Linked DNA regions of Mus musculus: regions 1 and 3 are each linked to region 2. The links are chromatin contacts, called in public Hi-C and promoter capture Hi-C maps. All regions are on one chromosome and are shown on one strand. Each heading gives the region's core, a stretch centred on a gene start, on an enhancer-like site or on the middle of the called end of the contact. The rest is flanking DNA. Distances are from core to core; before and after follow the strand shown. Region 1 has its middle 65 kb from the start of Gm20750. Region 2 holds the start of Foxo1 (forkhead box O1). Region 3 overlaps Setd7 (SET domain containing (lysine methyltransferase) 7).

What was found. Promoter capture Hi-C pulls out the DNA fragments that hold promoters and counts their contacts. A called contact is a pair of places that touch in the nucleus more often than the background predicts.
Region 1: a Hi-C map of bone marrow-derived macrophages shows a contact between it and region 2, with 19 read pairs. The contact joins the enhancer-like site here to the promoter of Foxo1 in region 2. A contact is called at or near these places in 16 of 39 promoter capture datasets (the 3T3-L1 cell line, 3T3-L1-derived adipocytes, the C10 cell line and 12 more), 2 of 15 datasets of contacts at CTCF or cohesin (the NIH/3T3 cell line and large pre-B cells), 17 of 484 Hi-C or Micro-C datasets (B cells, B-cell progenitors, the C2C12 cell line and 12 more), 31 of 115 datasets of contacts at active chromatin or transcription factors (the 230-238 cell line, CD8 T cells, DN3 thymocytes and 22 more) and 1 of 9 other capture datasets (liver).
Region 3: a contact with region 2 is called in a promoter capture Hi-C map of hippocampal neurons, with 5 times the contacts expected there. The contact joins the enhancer-like site here to the promoter of Foxo1 in region 2. A contact is called at or near these places in 3 of 39 promoter capture datasets (hippocampal neurons and liver), 1 of 484 Hi-C or Micro-C datasets (bone marrow-derived macrophages) and 5 of 115 datasets of contacts at active chromatin or transcription factors (embryonic basal ganglia, embryonic stem cells, neural tube and 2 more).

The regions. Positions count from the first base shown.
Region 1 is chr3:52,860,935-52,864,855 of GRCm38.p6, reverse strand. No RefSeq gene overlaps it. Among named protein-coding and RNA genes, the nearest start is that of Gm20750, 65 kb to the left of the region's middle. Within about 2 kb of position 1,500, at least 24 of the 459 cell types and tissues checked have an H3K27ac peak or open chromatin away from gene starts, as enhancers often do. A contact at or near this core is called in CD8 T cells, the HPC-7 cell line, acute myeloid leukemia and 3 more, where this site is marked.
Region 2 is chr3:52,266,456-52,270,399 of GRCm38.p6, reverse strand. It overlaps Foxo1 (forkhead box O1), which reads right to left and starts at 2,063. Exons shown (of 3, transcript NM_019739.3): 1 at 978-2,063. The coding sequence starts at 1,598.
Region 3 is chr3:51,529,968-51,534,228 of GRCm38.p6, reverse strand. Setd7 (SET domain containing (lysine methyltransferase) 7) reads left to right here. Exons shown (of 8, transcript NM_080793.5): 5 at 1,173-1,254; 6 at 4,041-4,158. Among named protein-coding and RNA genes, the nearest start is that of Gm36008, 21 kb to the right of the region's middle. Within about 2 kb of position 2,003, at least 94 of the 459 cell types and tissues checked have an H3K27ac peak or open chromatin away from gene starts, as enhancers often do. A contact at or near this core is called in hippocampal neurons, liver and stem cell-derived neural progenitor cells, where this site is marked.

The DNA of each region.
Region 1 (3,921 bases), core at 251-2,750, 600 kb before region 2:
AACAATCAGAAGATACACTGTGAGAGAAAAACATCTACTTCCAATATAAAAGGGAAATATATAAATATATATTTTATTATTTTGACAATTTCATACATGTATCCAATGTATTTTGATCATGTTCACCCTCAGTTCCTTCCCCAAGTCGTCACAGATCCTCACCTCTCACACTTTTGTTACATACACACACACACACACACACACACACACACACGTATCACAGATTCAACATTGTGCTGACTGTAGCTACTCATGTACTCATGGTGGGGAGGGGCCCCCGGAGCATGGTTGACCTACCCGGGGCCACACACCAAGAGCAAACTGCCTCTCCCTCCTCCTGAAGCCATCAGTTGTCAATCGCTGCTCAGCTATGGGTGAGGCTGGTGAATCTCTTTATCTCCACCCTTCGTAGGAACTGGCTTGATCTTGTGCAGATCTGTGTAGCCACTGTAGCTGCTACGATTGCATGAGTGCAGCAGATCCCACCATCTCCAGAAGGCATTGTTTTGCAGTCCGTCCCTTTCTGGCCAGCCCTCACAGTCTTTCCGCCACCTCTTCTGAGCTTGCCCCTGAGCATTGTGGGGTAGAGAGTGTGATGTAGATGCCCCGTTGTGGGTGATTTTGCCACACTTTGGACACAGTATGAAGCTGCCTTCTAGACTCCCATTCCTATGTACACAGATTGCTGCAGCTCTAAAACCTCAGCAGAGAAGTTTCTTTGTGTAGTGGATGGAGATTAACAAAGAAATTCACAATCGGTCAAAGAGCAGAGCATAAGCTTAGATATTCCTCAGTATTTCTTTATATTTATTAAATTGTATTTTCATTTCATGAAATGCCTACATTCATCTGGCCTTTGGAAAGCATTTGGGCTCTGTTTTGAGTATATATATATATATATATATATATATATATATATATATATATATACACACACACACTCTGTCTCTGTCTCTGTCTCTGTCTCTCTCTTTCCACCCTGGCTCTTTCCCAATCTACTTTCTGTATGCAAGCCAGAGAACTTCCAGTGAACATTTGATTCTATCTCTCTTCTTACAACAAGTGACTTCCCACGGCCCAAGGAGAAACTTGAAGCTCCTTCATGTGGCTTGTTCACAATTTGGTTTCTATTCTCTTCTCCAACCGTGTCCCCGTTTTAGTTCTCTGTGCTCTGTGCCAAACAGGAACTTCCTTCAGTTCCTTCATTTCGCCATTCTCTTGCCTCTAGGCATTGAACATGCAGTTCCCAGGGATGAGAGCTCTCCTTCCCAACGAGCTTGGTCTCACAAATGCTTACACATGCACTAGACCTTCCAGGAGACTAATCCTCTCCAGCAGTCTCAGTGGTAGCCCTGAAAATGAAATACCCACATGTCATTACCTATAGCCTATGAATGTCTCCTCTTTGGGGATAAAAGGTGCTCTGTGCCTGTGTGCGCGCGTTTGTATAACCACATGTGAGGACACTGTAAACCCTGCAAGTGGAGTTACAGGCACTAATGAGCCACTATGTAGGAGTTGAGAAGAGAACCCAGGTAACCTTCCAGAACTTTGTTTGTAACCACTGAGCCATCTCTTCAGCTTCTGGAGAGAAACTGGAAAGTGAAAGTACATAGAGAACACTCAATACCAGCCTCTGGCCTCCACACATGTGCTCACAGTAGCATACTGCACATACAAGTGACACACATGTATATCACACACAGACACACACAGAGACACACATATACATACACATATACACACACAGAGACACACACATACACACATAGACACACACACATACACACACACACACACTCCTTGTGGCTACATATTGGAATAACTTGTACAGTAAGCTGTGAGGGCTGGGAAGGCAGGTTGTGTTTTCTGCAATGGCTAAATCACCAATTCCAGGCCCAAGGCATGTCGCTTGTTCTCGTGTTTTATATTAGCAATAAATAATAATAGTCCTCTTGGCTGAGTGAGTGCATAGTCAGTGCTTCATTCTAGGCACTAACCAAATGCATAGATTTGAACAAAAGGGTGTATAAACTGTCCATCTCATAAGAAACAGCTTGAAGAAGGAACACATGTGAGAAGACATATTTAAAGAAAAAATAACCAACCCTCCCCCCAACCCAAACCCAATACAACCTTTCCCTCTTATCAAGACATTTGCTGACATTAAAAAAACAAAAACAAACAAGAAAACAAAAACCACTGCACCTTGTTTATTTAAGGTTGCAGAAAAAAGCACGCTATGGTTCTTAAACTAGAAAATGATGTGCTGTAGCAAGAGATGACGAGAGCTATAGTTTCCTTTTACAAGTGAAACTCAGAAACGCACGAGCAGGTGCGTATTGTTATTGACTAGCAATGAGATGCAAGCAGTAGTGGGGAGGGATAACAAGTGTATCATACAGGGTTTAAGTCTTGATAAATATATGGTGTTTCTATGTGTAAAGACACTAAAGATTCCTTCTGACTGAGATATATGCATGGTAATTACAGTGCATGATTATTATCTCTGGTCACTCTACTGTGTAAACTCACCCCAGCAGACCAGGACCGGTGTTGCATGCCCGTAGTCCCAGCACTGGGGAGGAAGTGGCAGAGGGTAATGAGTTAGAGACCAGTTTGGGGTATGTGGGCAGATCTTGTCTTCTGGAGCCAAGGAGCCATGAGATGAGGGAGGGGGCAGGCCCAGAGCAAGAGTAGAATTGCACCTCCCCTCCCCTGGGCCTAGGTGTCCCTGCACAGGTAGCCCCGTGCCCCCACCTTTGCCTACCGGAGGAAGTCACATAGCCTGGTGACCACATTAAACTTCTCTTATATAATCATGTGCAGCAGCACCTGGGGTTCCTCGTTATGCAAATGAGGCATCCCAGCACACTGGTCCAGGCCAGTGATGTACAGTCACTCTGATAGCCCCTACTTACCCCAAAGGCTTGGATAGCCTTTGTTACCCCATTAAAATGAGCTGTCTCACTGAAGCTGTGTCCGGAGAGTGGAGAGTCTGTTCTTGACATACTCACCTTGCCTCCCGAGGTCACTTAGCTCCCCGCCACCGGGCCTCGCTTCCCCTCCCAGAATTCACCAGTGTGACAGCAAAGGATCAGGCCACGAAGGGCAGGAGGGGGAAGCAGAGTTTGAACAGCACTGTCTAAAAACAAAAGGTACATCCGACTGTCGCCTCTGTGACTTCGTGTCCATCGATCAACGATGCAGTCTCCCTGCCGCCACCACTCCACTCTCAACTTCTTTCAGGATTTAAAAACTCTGCCTATAAGAAGAGCATGTGGTGTCTAACTAAGTTCCTCGAGCTGACCATGAGTTTGTAACCTCCCTGAGTTAGCCTCTTAGTGGTTGGGGGGGGTGGGTGTGAGCCTACACCACCAAGCCCAGTTAGGTGAGCTGTGCCATGTAGCTGATCGCTGACTGGAGCCAAGAAACCTTCCTTTCCCCAAAACTGTCCACAAGACCATCTGTTTTGAAACATTCCCCAGAGGTTGTGAGTGCTTTATATCCTTTTTTTCTCGGAATCAGTTGTTGGTGACATGCTTAATATGAAATGACAGGCTGGTAGGGACGTCACTGTTGAGCACTGACCTGATTTCTCTGGGTTCTCCGTGCGAGTGGTGGGTGTATTGATCTGTCTCCCCTCTGCAGACCAGTTGCAGACAATCTGGGTTGGCGCTGAAATGACTGAGGAGGAGTAGGTGAGACTCTCTAGGGAGTAAGGGGTTAAAGGGCAGGAGATGCAGAAAGAAAAAGGATGGAGAAAGGAGTAAGAGAAAACTGACAGGCGGGGGTGGAGAGGCAAGACCGGTCCCCCGGCACGGAGCTGGGATGACTGGACAACATTTTAAGCACACACACAGACACACGCACACTGTATAATGTTCTAGGCTTTCCTGTGTGAGAAATCATCACAAAACA
Region 2 (3,944 bases), core at 814-3,313:
ACTTCCACCAAATACTCACTTCAGGGCTCCCAGACTTGCCCGGTCGTGGGTAGCTGCATGCTTTACGGTAAATCACTCCCCAACACTCACGCATAATCTGGTCACACACAGCAGCCTCTCGGCTTTCAATTAAATGCATACCTCCCCAAGCCAGCCCAACTGTGGAAGCCTTTCTCTGAGTGCAAAAAGTGTGGCCTCCCAGCCTGGAGGCACTGGCCCTTTAAAGGTTCTAGCTTCCTGTACACCCGGTCCCTCCCTCCTCGCCTGCTCCCGCCCCGGCCAAGGGTCACACTTGAACTTTAGATTGCCCAGAGCCTAAAAGCCTTGGCCACCCACTTGCGCGCGTCCGAAACCGTACCCAGTGAGTGGGAACGCTCGACCACCTGCTCAGTGCCCAGGCCACTTTGGTTAAAACCAAATTTGCCCCGGCCTCCGCAACTTTCTGCAACCGCTGGCCCGCACACGGCTCAGCCAGCTGCGCGTTTGGCTATCCCAAAAGCTGCGGGAGCCCCGCGCCTGCGTGCGCGCGCGTGGGGGTGGGGGATGTCTCCAGTGCGCCCCGCACCTCCGCGGTCGGGTCCCGGGGAAACCTTGGCGGCCGAGGGTCGGGAGAGTGGGTGCGCGTGTGGGTGGAGGAGTCGCCCGACCCCCTCGCAGGAGGTCTGGAGTGTCAAATGGAGAGGGACCTTGGAAGCGAACCCCTCGCTCCAACAACTAAGCTAACTTTCACGCCTGCTCTGCCATTTCACTTAAGTTCCCAAACGAGCCCTGCCCGGGTCTCTCTAGAAGTCCCTCGCCTGCACCTGGTCCAAATTTGGCTCTGGGTCTCCGGGAAGCCCCCGCCACACCTGCCATTTCTCGCCCCGCTCTCTCCGTGCGCCCATCATTTCCGGGCCCCGAACACCCACACTGCCGACCCTCCGCCGGCCCCAACACATCCCCACCCCACCCCCCAGGGCCGCCCAGAGGCCGTTCACCTTCCAGCCCGCCGAGCTGTTGCTGTCGCCCTTATCCTTGAAGTAGGGCACGCTCTTCACCATCCACTCGTAGATCTGCGACAGGGTGAGCCTCTTCTCGGCTGAGCTCTCGATGGCCTTGGTGATGAGGTCGGCGTACGACAGGTTGCCCCACGCGTTGCGGCGCGACGAGCTGGTCTTGCGCGGCTGTCCCGCGAGTGGCCCCGCGGCGGCGGCAGCGGAGGGAGGCACGGGTGGGGGCTGCGACAGCGGCCCGGTCGGTGGGGGCTGTGGCGGCGCTGGGTGCACGCAGCCCGCCTCGGGGCCCTGGAAGTCCCCGCACAGGCCCCTGCTGGCCGCAGCCGCCGCCGCCACGGCCACGCAGCCTGGCGCCCGCGCGAAGTCCTCACTCTCCTCCAGCAGGCTCAGGTTGCTCATAAAGTCGGTGCTGACAGCGGACGCCGAGGCCAGGCTCGCCGCGGCGTCGGGGTTGGCGGCCGCGCCGCCCGACGGCGCCGGACTGGAGGTGGTCGAGTTGGACTGGTTAAACTCCGGCCTGGGCAGCGGCCAGGTACAGGAGCGCTGCCGGGGCAGCGGCTCGAAGTCCGGGTCGGTCTCCACCACCTGGGGCGCTTCGGCCATGGTGCCCCCGCCCCTCCCCCACCAGCAGAGAAGTACCGGGAGACGCGGCCACCGGGGGCGCGGAGCGGGCGACCCGAGTGTCGCTCCGAGATTGGGGGGCCGCGGACGGCGGACGCACGCCGGAGTCAGGCGCGGCGGGGCGCAGCGGACGGACGCGCCCAGAACTTAACTTCGCTGGGTCACCGGTGTCTAAGGAGCCTCCGAGTTCGTGCCTAGGACGGGGCACCGACCAGGCCGCGGAGCCCGGCAGCTCGGGCACCGCGCTCCCGCTGACAAGGGCCGCGGACGCCAAGGCAGACGGGCGGACGCTGCGGGCCGCTCTAGCTCTCCGCGGCCGCGCGACAGCGGCGCTGCTGCCTGTTGAATGTGGCGGCGGCGGGGACTGAAGCGACTCCGCAGACTCCCGTCTTACGGGATCTGCAGCGGGCTCCCCGCCCGCGGCGGCGCGCGCGCCGCCCCGCCCCTGACTGACAGGCTGCGCGGCCAATGGACGCGCGAAGTCTCCGCCGAAGCAGCCAATGAACGCGGGCCTGGGCGGGCGCTGCCTTCCCTCGGGAGGCGGCAGTAGGTTGGTGGGGGGCGGTGGGGTATTTTTCTTTCTCACACACTTTTTTTTTTTTTTCCAATCTCCGTTATTATTTTCTGTAATTCTCAAGTGTTTCTGAGTCTCTGGCGTCTCAGCGATCGGATTGCTAGGAGGCAAACCGGCGTGGAGGCGGCTACCATACTTTTGTTTACTACAGAGTGCAATCGAGTACTCCAGGCAGAGCCCAGACCCTGACTCCCGGGATGGCGCGGGGCCGCTGCGCGCTCCCGGACGCGACGTGGGCGGTGGGGCGCCTCGTGGATTCCACTCAAGCCCGCTCCGCCCACGCGTCTTCGCGCAGCTCTCGGGAAGTCGGTGGGGTTTGTTTTGGAGGAATGTTTTCTTAAGCTGGCATCTGCCCTGGCCGCCCCAGGCGCGCAGATCCTTCGGTGAAGACCCGTCGCTCTGCGGCTCCGGAGTAACCGCTTCCCACCCTACCTGTGCACACCTGCAAGACGAGCCTCTGCGGCTCGGTCCAGCCCCCAGCCTCCACTCATCCTGAACCCCAGAGAGGTGCGGCGCGGGGAGAACACTGTTGCACAAGCACCTAGCTCCAGTAGCGCCTCAGATCCGACGTCTTCTATGGGAACCGCTTTTCTGCCACGGGAATCTCACTTTTTCCTGAGGACCGGTGTGGTGGCTAAAGAGTCAGAGGAGCGCTTAGAGACAACTTTGTCACTTTATTACCCCTAATTAAGTTTAACTGCTTGCTTATTTCTTTTTTATTTAGCATGGAAGCGATGAGGTGTTGAAGTCGCAAAAGGAGATAAGCCCCAAGTGTTGGGGCACAGCTCCGCCCCTCAGTTCTTTAAACTCACAGAGTGAGCTCCCAGACCCGCGTATCTAACACACGTCCGGCGGAGCCAAAGGTAGAAAGACAGTGGTTCTTTTTGCCTTACAGAATAGAAGAAAATGTTCCCTCGCTTGATCCTCTGATTTGCTTTCTTTTTTAAAAAAAAAGAAATATGGGTGGCATTTTCTTTTATTGGCTAGGATGCTTTAGAATTGAAGATGCATATTAGGGCTTTAAATATGTCCAAAAACGCAGCTCCAAATGTCTTGTTGCGGTTGTACTTCGCTCTTCTTTCTTACGTGGAGTTTTTCTATGTAAAATGAGACTCCAAAAGAAAACCAGCCTTCTTACTCCTTCCACTTTGTCTCTAACGTCTCGCTAATCCAGGCCCCTATTCCCCTATTCATAATCCCTTTTTCTGAAACGGCTGCCTACTGATAAAAGTTTTGAGTGGCGATCCTGAACCAGAGGTGCCGAGGACAGTTTGGTTAACTGTCTCTTCACCTTGACTACAAAATTTGGCTTTGACAACCGCTGGGAGACTCGAGTAAATGGATGAGCCTAAGCAGGACCACAAAGAACAACCCTCTGGTGCTCCTTTGTAATCACACTCTGCCGAGGTGGGCCCACAGTCAGACAGCCGCACCCTACAAATAGGCGGAGCACTAGAGGACCATTCTTGGCGATGAAATCCAGCTGTGAATTTGGCCTTCGCCTCATTTCTGTTTCGGTTTCTCAGGGACTGTTGCGATGAGAGCATTTGGTTAAAGGAGTTTTCCTAAAGCTTTCCCCAGATCTTCAAATTCTCTAAGGCCACTGTCCCCAACTGTTTCTATAAGTGTCATAGTATAGGCTAGTGATACAGCCAAGGCTTAACAAGAGTGGGACCCTAAGCTCAATGCTAAGACCAAAAAAGAAAAGAGTCAGAGAATCTGCACAATCAATGCCCCCAATACAAAGGTTTGTA
Region 3 (4,261 bases), core at 754-3,253, 740 kb after region 2:
GCTGTTTCCCAGGCTCCTGTGTATCTGGTGTCTGAGTTTGTTTAAGCCCAAGAGGCTGCTTACCACAGATGCATTGTGGGGCCTGGGGAGAACGTGATACCTAAATTCCTCTGGGCTCCCTGCTTAGCTTCGCGGCTCTCCTGCCTCCCGTGTAACCAAGTTGCCCACTTGAAAGTTCCACTTTTGACATCCTTAAGTGGTCTGATCCTAGGTTGTCGCTGGCTGATTTGGGTTTTCTAACTTAAGTTTGAGGTATTCATGTAGGTTAACGTTGTATTTTAAACAACAGGAAAGGGGTCTGGTAACCATGACAACTACTGAAGGCCTGACTGGTGGGATTGCTTGTGTGGTCTTGGTGCTAAAAACAATTTGCTTTGTAGGAGTTTACTACCCCGTTCCTGGTTCCAAATCTTGTTTCTTTGTGTATGAGCCCTGGGAATTTGCCAAGGTTGACAGAAAGCCAACGGCGATTGTAGGACCGTTGCATACCTATCTTCAGGAATCATCCCCAGGTGCTGAGCCACCAGACAGAAGCCAAATGACAGTTAATGTAGCATGGAGAGCAATGTTGTCCTTAATTCTGTGAGGCTGACTTCACTCTCAGTAAAGGAGTCATGTGCTGGGCTCTGCTATAGAGTTTAAAGACTGTCTGGGATGAAGAGACCCTCAGAGAAATTTAAAAACCATTACCCAGTTTGTTCTAATCAAAAAGTCTGAAAATTCTATTTAAAAAGTGTTTTTGTTTTGTTTTTGTTTTTGTTTTTCTTAAAATTTTAGGTACCCAAGCAGGTTTTTAAGGCACTTGAATAAAGGAAACTCAACAAATAGGAATCCCAAGAGTTAAGTCTGATGGTTGTCCATTAAGACTTAAACTAAACCAGGGCTGGTAAATGCAGGTCTGTAATCTCATCCACTCAAAAACTTGAGGATTATAAGGTCCAAGCCAGGCTGGACAACTTAGTAGGACCCTGTCTCCTACTAAGTGGGAGGGTGGGGGGAGGCAAGATTCAAAAACCTAATCAAAGAGTAAATGGGCAGAGGTCGACTTAGCTATTCTAGCTGTCGTGACCAGATTGGCACGTGTGATTGATTGGGCCCTCCCATGACGAGGAACACATCTGCGTGTGCTGCCGGGCGCTGCACCTGAACTCACGTGTGGATTTGCCTTTTAGGTTCCGTGTACCACTTTGATAAATCGACTTCCTCCTGCATCTCCAGCGATGCTCTCCTTCCAGACCCTTATGAGTCTGAGAGGTAACTCTTTCCTTGTGCCTTTCACTGCCCTGTGTGTGCCCTGGTGGTGGGCACGCTCGTTCTCCTGTGGCTCTCTGCTCAGGCTGGGCTCCTGCTCAACCCCAAGCCCCTCCATAATGAGCGCTTTTCCTTGGCACATCTTCCAAGTAAGGATTTGGGTATCCTGAGGAAGACCAGTTACATGCTTATAGCGAGCCTGACCGTAGGAAGTGTCTACACTAGCAATAGCCAGTTCATCTCGTCCTAGAACGAATTCTCTAGGAAAGGTGCTGGGTCAGTCCGTCAGTCCCTTTCAAATGTCCCCTTTCTCAGGACTCTGGGTGGATGGGGAAGCAAGCACGTACAAATTAGAGAACAACTTCTGAAACCAGTTCTTTCCTTCCACCATGTGGAAGGAGTCAGGCTTGAAAGCAGGCGCTTTCACCCACAGAGCCATGTTACAGGTCCTGTCAGGGCTCCCGCTAGCCTCCTCCTTTCTAGCCTGACCTGTACTTTCAGCACAACTTCTATTCTCTGCAGCCTGACCCTTGGACCATAAAGCAACTTCCTTATTCATAAGGGAAGACAGTGTAGAAAGACAACAAATAATGGCGATCATAAAAGCTCCCCGCCTAGTCAAGTCTGGCCATTTCACGCCTAACCTATGCAGTTGGCTGCCCTTCAGCTTCTCACTCTCCAGCAGCTGGTCTACTTCTGAGTAAGGACAGTCCCCAACCCCCAGCGCATAGGTTAGCTCTTGTTTACTTTCTGCTCCCAGCTGAGAAACAAGCCTTCTCCTGGTCTGCCTGACCGAGCTGATCCCGCAGTGCCACAGGCAGGGAGAAAAATGTCCTTTTTTGACAAGAGGTTCTGGCCCAGGGCCAGGGTGCAGACTGTTTTCTGTGTTAGCCCCAAAAGACTACAGGGCCAACTGTATCTATCAAGCGAGGCTGCTGTTGTGAAATTCTGCATAGCAATACTCTCAAACCGCTTAGCTGTTTACAGGGGCGAGCATTTTGTGTTCTACGCATGGTTCGGAGGGCTGGCTTTGGTTCAGCCATTTTTTATTTGGGCTTCACCAGGCTCAGCCGGACTAGGCTGGGCTCCAGGATTCAAGTCGGGTTCAGGTCTGTTTCACATCTCTTCATTCCAAGACTCTGGCTAAAGGAAAAACAACCCCCAGGGCATATTTTTTTCCTGGAGACAGTGGAAACTGGAAGAGACTGGCAGAAACTCATCACCTCTTAACACCTGAAGCCAAGCAGCAGGGCCTTCCCCTGTGTTCTAGCAGCAGGGCCTTCCCCTGTGTTCTAACAGCAGAGTCAGCAGGGTGGGGGATATACAACCCTCCTGCGCTGAAGGGAGTGTCATGAGGTCACCTGGCAAGAGGGCGAGATGTATCATTCTGTCACAGGAAAGGAGCAGAATTGGAAGCAATAATTCAGCTTTCTAGTCCATAAAAATAAGCCAAAATTACAGATGTCCAGCCTCTAGCAGAGCCATCCATCACAGCGCATGAAGAAATGAAAGCTTTGTTGGTGGAGCATAAGTTTCTATTACATCCACTCCACAACCGAGAGTGCTTTTCTTGTAAAGCTATTCGTAGGAACCTTTTTCACCCTGAGTAACAATGTGGAAGCTTGGGGGCCTTGTGTTGTCTGATGCACAGACTCATCTCTCCCTCTGAGCCCAGCAGCAGTCAGACACAGTCTTCAGCAAACTGGGGGAGGCAACTGTGTCTCAATAAAACTTTATCAACAAAAATGAGCAGCAGTCAGATTTGACCTGTAGCTAGCTGACCGCTGCTTTAACCCCTTTGTTGGATATAGCTGATTCGTTGTCACCTTTTGTGTAAACAGCCGTCTTGGCATTTAACTAAGAAATGGTCTTTCTCTGTTATCTGGCTTTGAAAAGCTGGGGAATGCTTTCTTGTCTGGTAAGACTAAAAATCACCATTAGCTGTAAATGTTATCTTCCTCTTCAAAAAGGTATATCAGGTATGGGTAGCTTTAGGGATCTATACTAATTACTCCTTGTTAAAGAAGACTTTAAAAAAATTGTGTGTATGAGTGTTTGCATGTGTATCTGTGCACCTTGTGGGTGCACTGTTCACAGGAGCCAGAGGAGGGCATCAGATCCTTGGCACTGTGGTTACAAATAGTTATGAGATGTCATATGGGTGCTGGGAACCAAACCCAGGTGGTCTGGAAGATCAGCCATCTCCCCAGCCCTAGGGAAGATTGTTTGAGGCCTGGGGATACGGCTCCGTTAACAGAATGTGTACCTGGTAGTCTCAAAACCCTAGGTTTGATCTCTGGCACTACAGAAAATTGGACACTTGAGGTGGAAGCAGAAAGACTAGAAGTTCATCATTATCTCAGGTGGTTGTCACTGGATTCCCTGGAAGCAGAGGGAAGGGATCTCTGTGAGTTCGAGGCCAGCCTGATCTATAGAGAGAGTTCCAGGACAGCCAGGGGTACACAGAGAGAACCTGTCTCAAAATAAAATAATAATTAAGAAGGAGTTCCTGTTGTCATTGGCTCAGGAGCAAGTCTGAGGCCGCCTGAGCCAGATACTTCATCTAAAGGAGCGGGGTAGAGTTCAGTTTGAATACAGCGCTTGCAGAGATAAGAGGTGTTTCTTCCATTCCTGTTGCTAACGTATTGCATTTTACTTTCTTGACCCTCCCCCCCTGCCTTTGTTGAATAATTGCAATAATTTGTAATGGAATTTTGGTGATTGACATGAAGTGACGGGTCACGCTGAAAAGCTCACGATCTGATTTTTATTATTATATCTATATTTAGGGTTTATGTTGCCGACTCTCTCATCTCCAGTGCTGGAGAAGGGCTGTTTTCCAAGGTAGCAGTTGGACCTAATACTGTTATGTCGTTTTATAATGGAGTCCGAATTACACACCAAGAGGTAAGGGGGCAAGATGTGAATTCAACCTAATCGACTAAAGGCCCTTAGCTTAAGCAAGCCACTTTCATGGTCATAGAAAGTGGGACAATGACACAGTCATGTG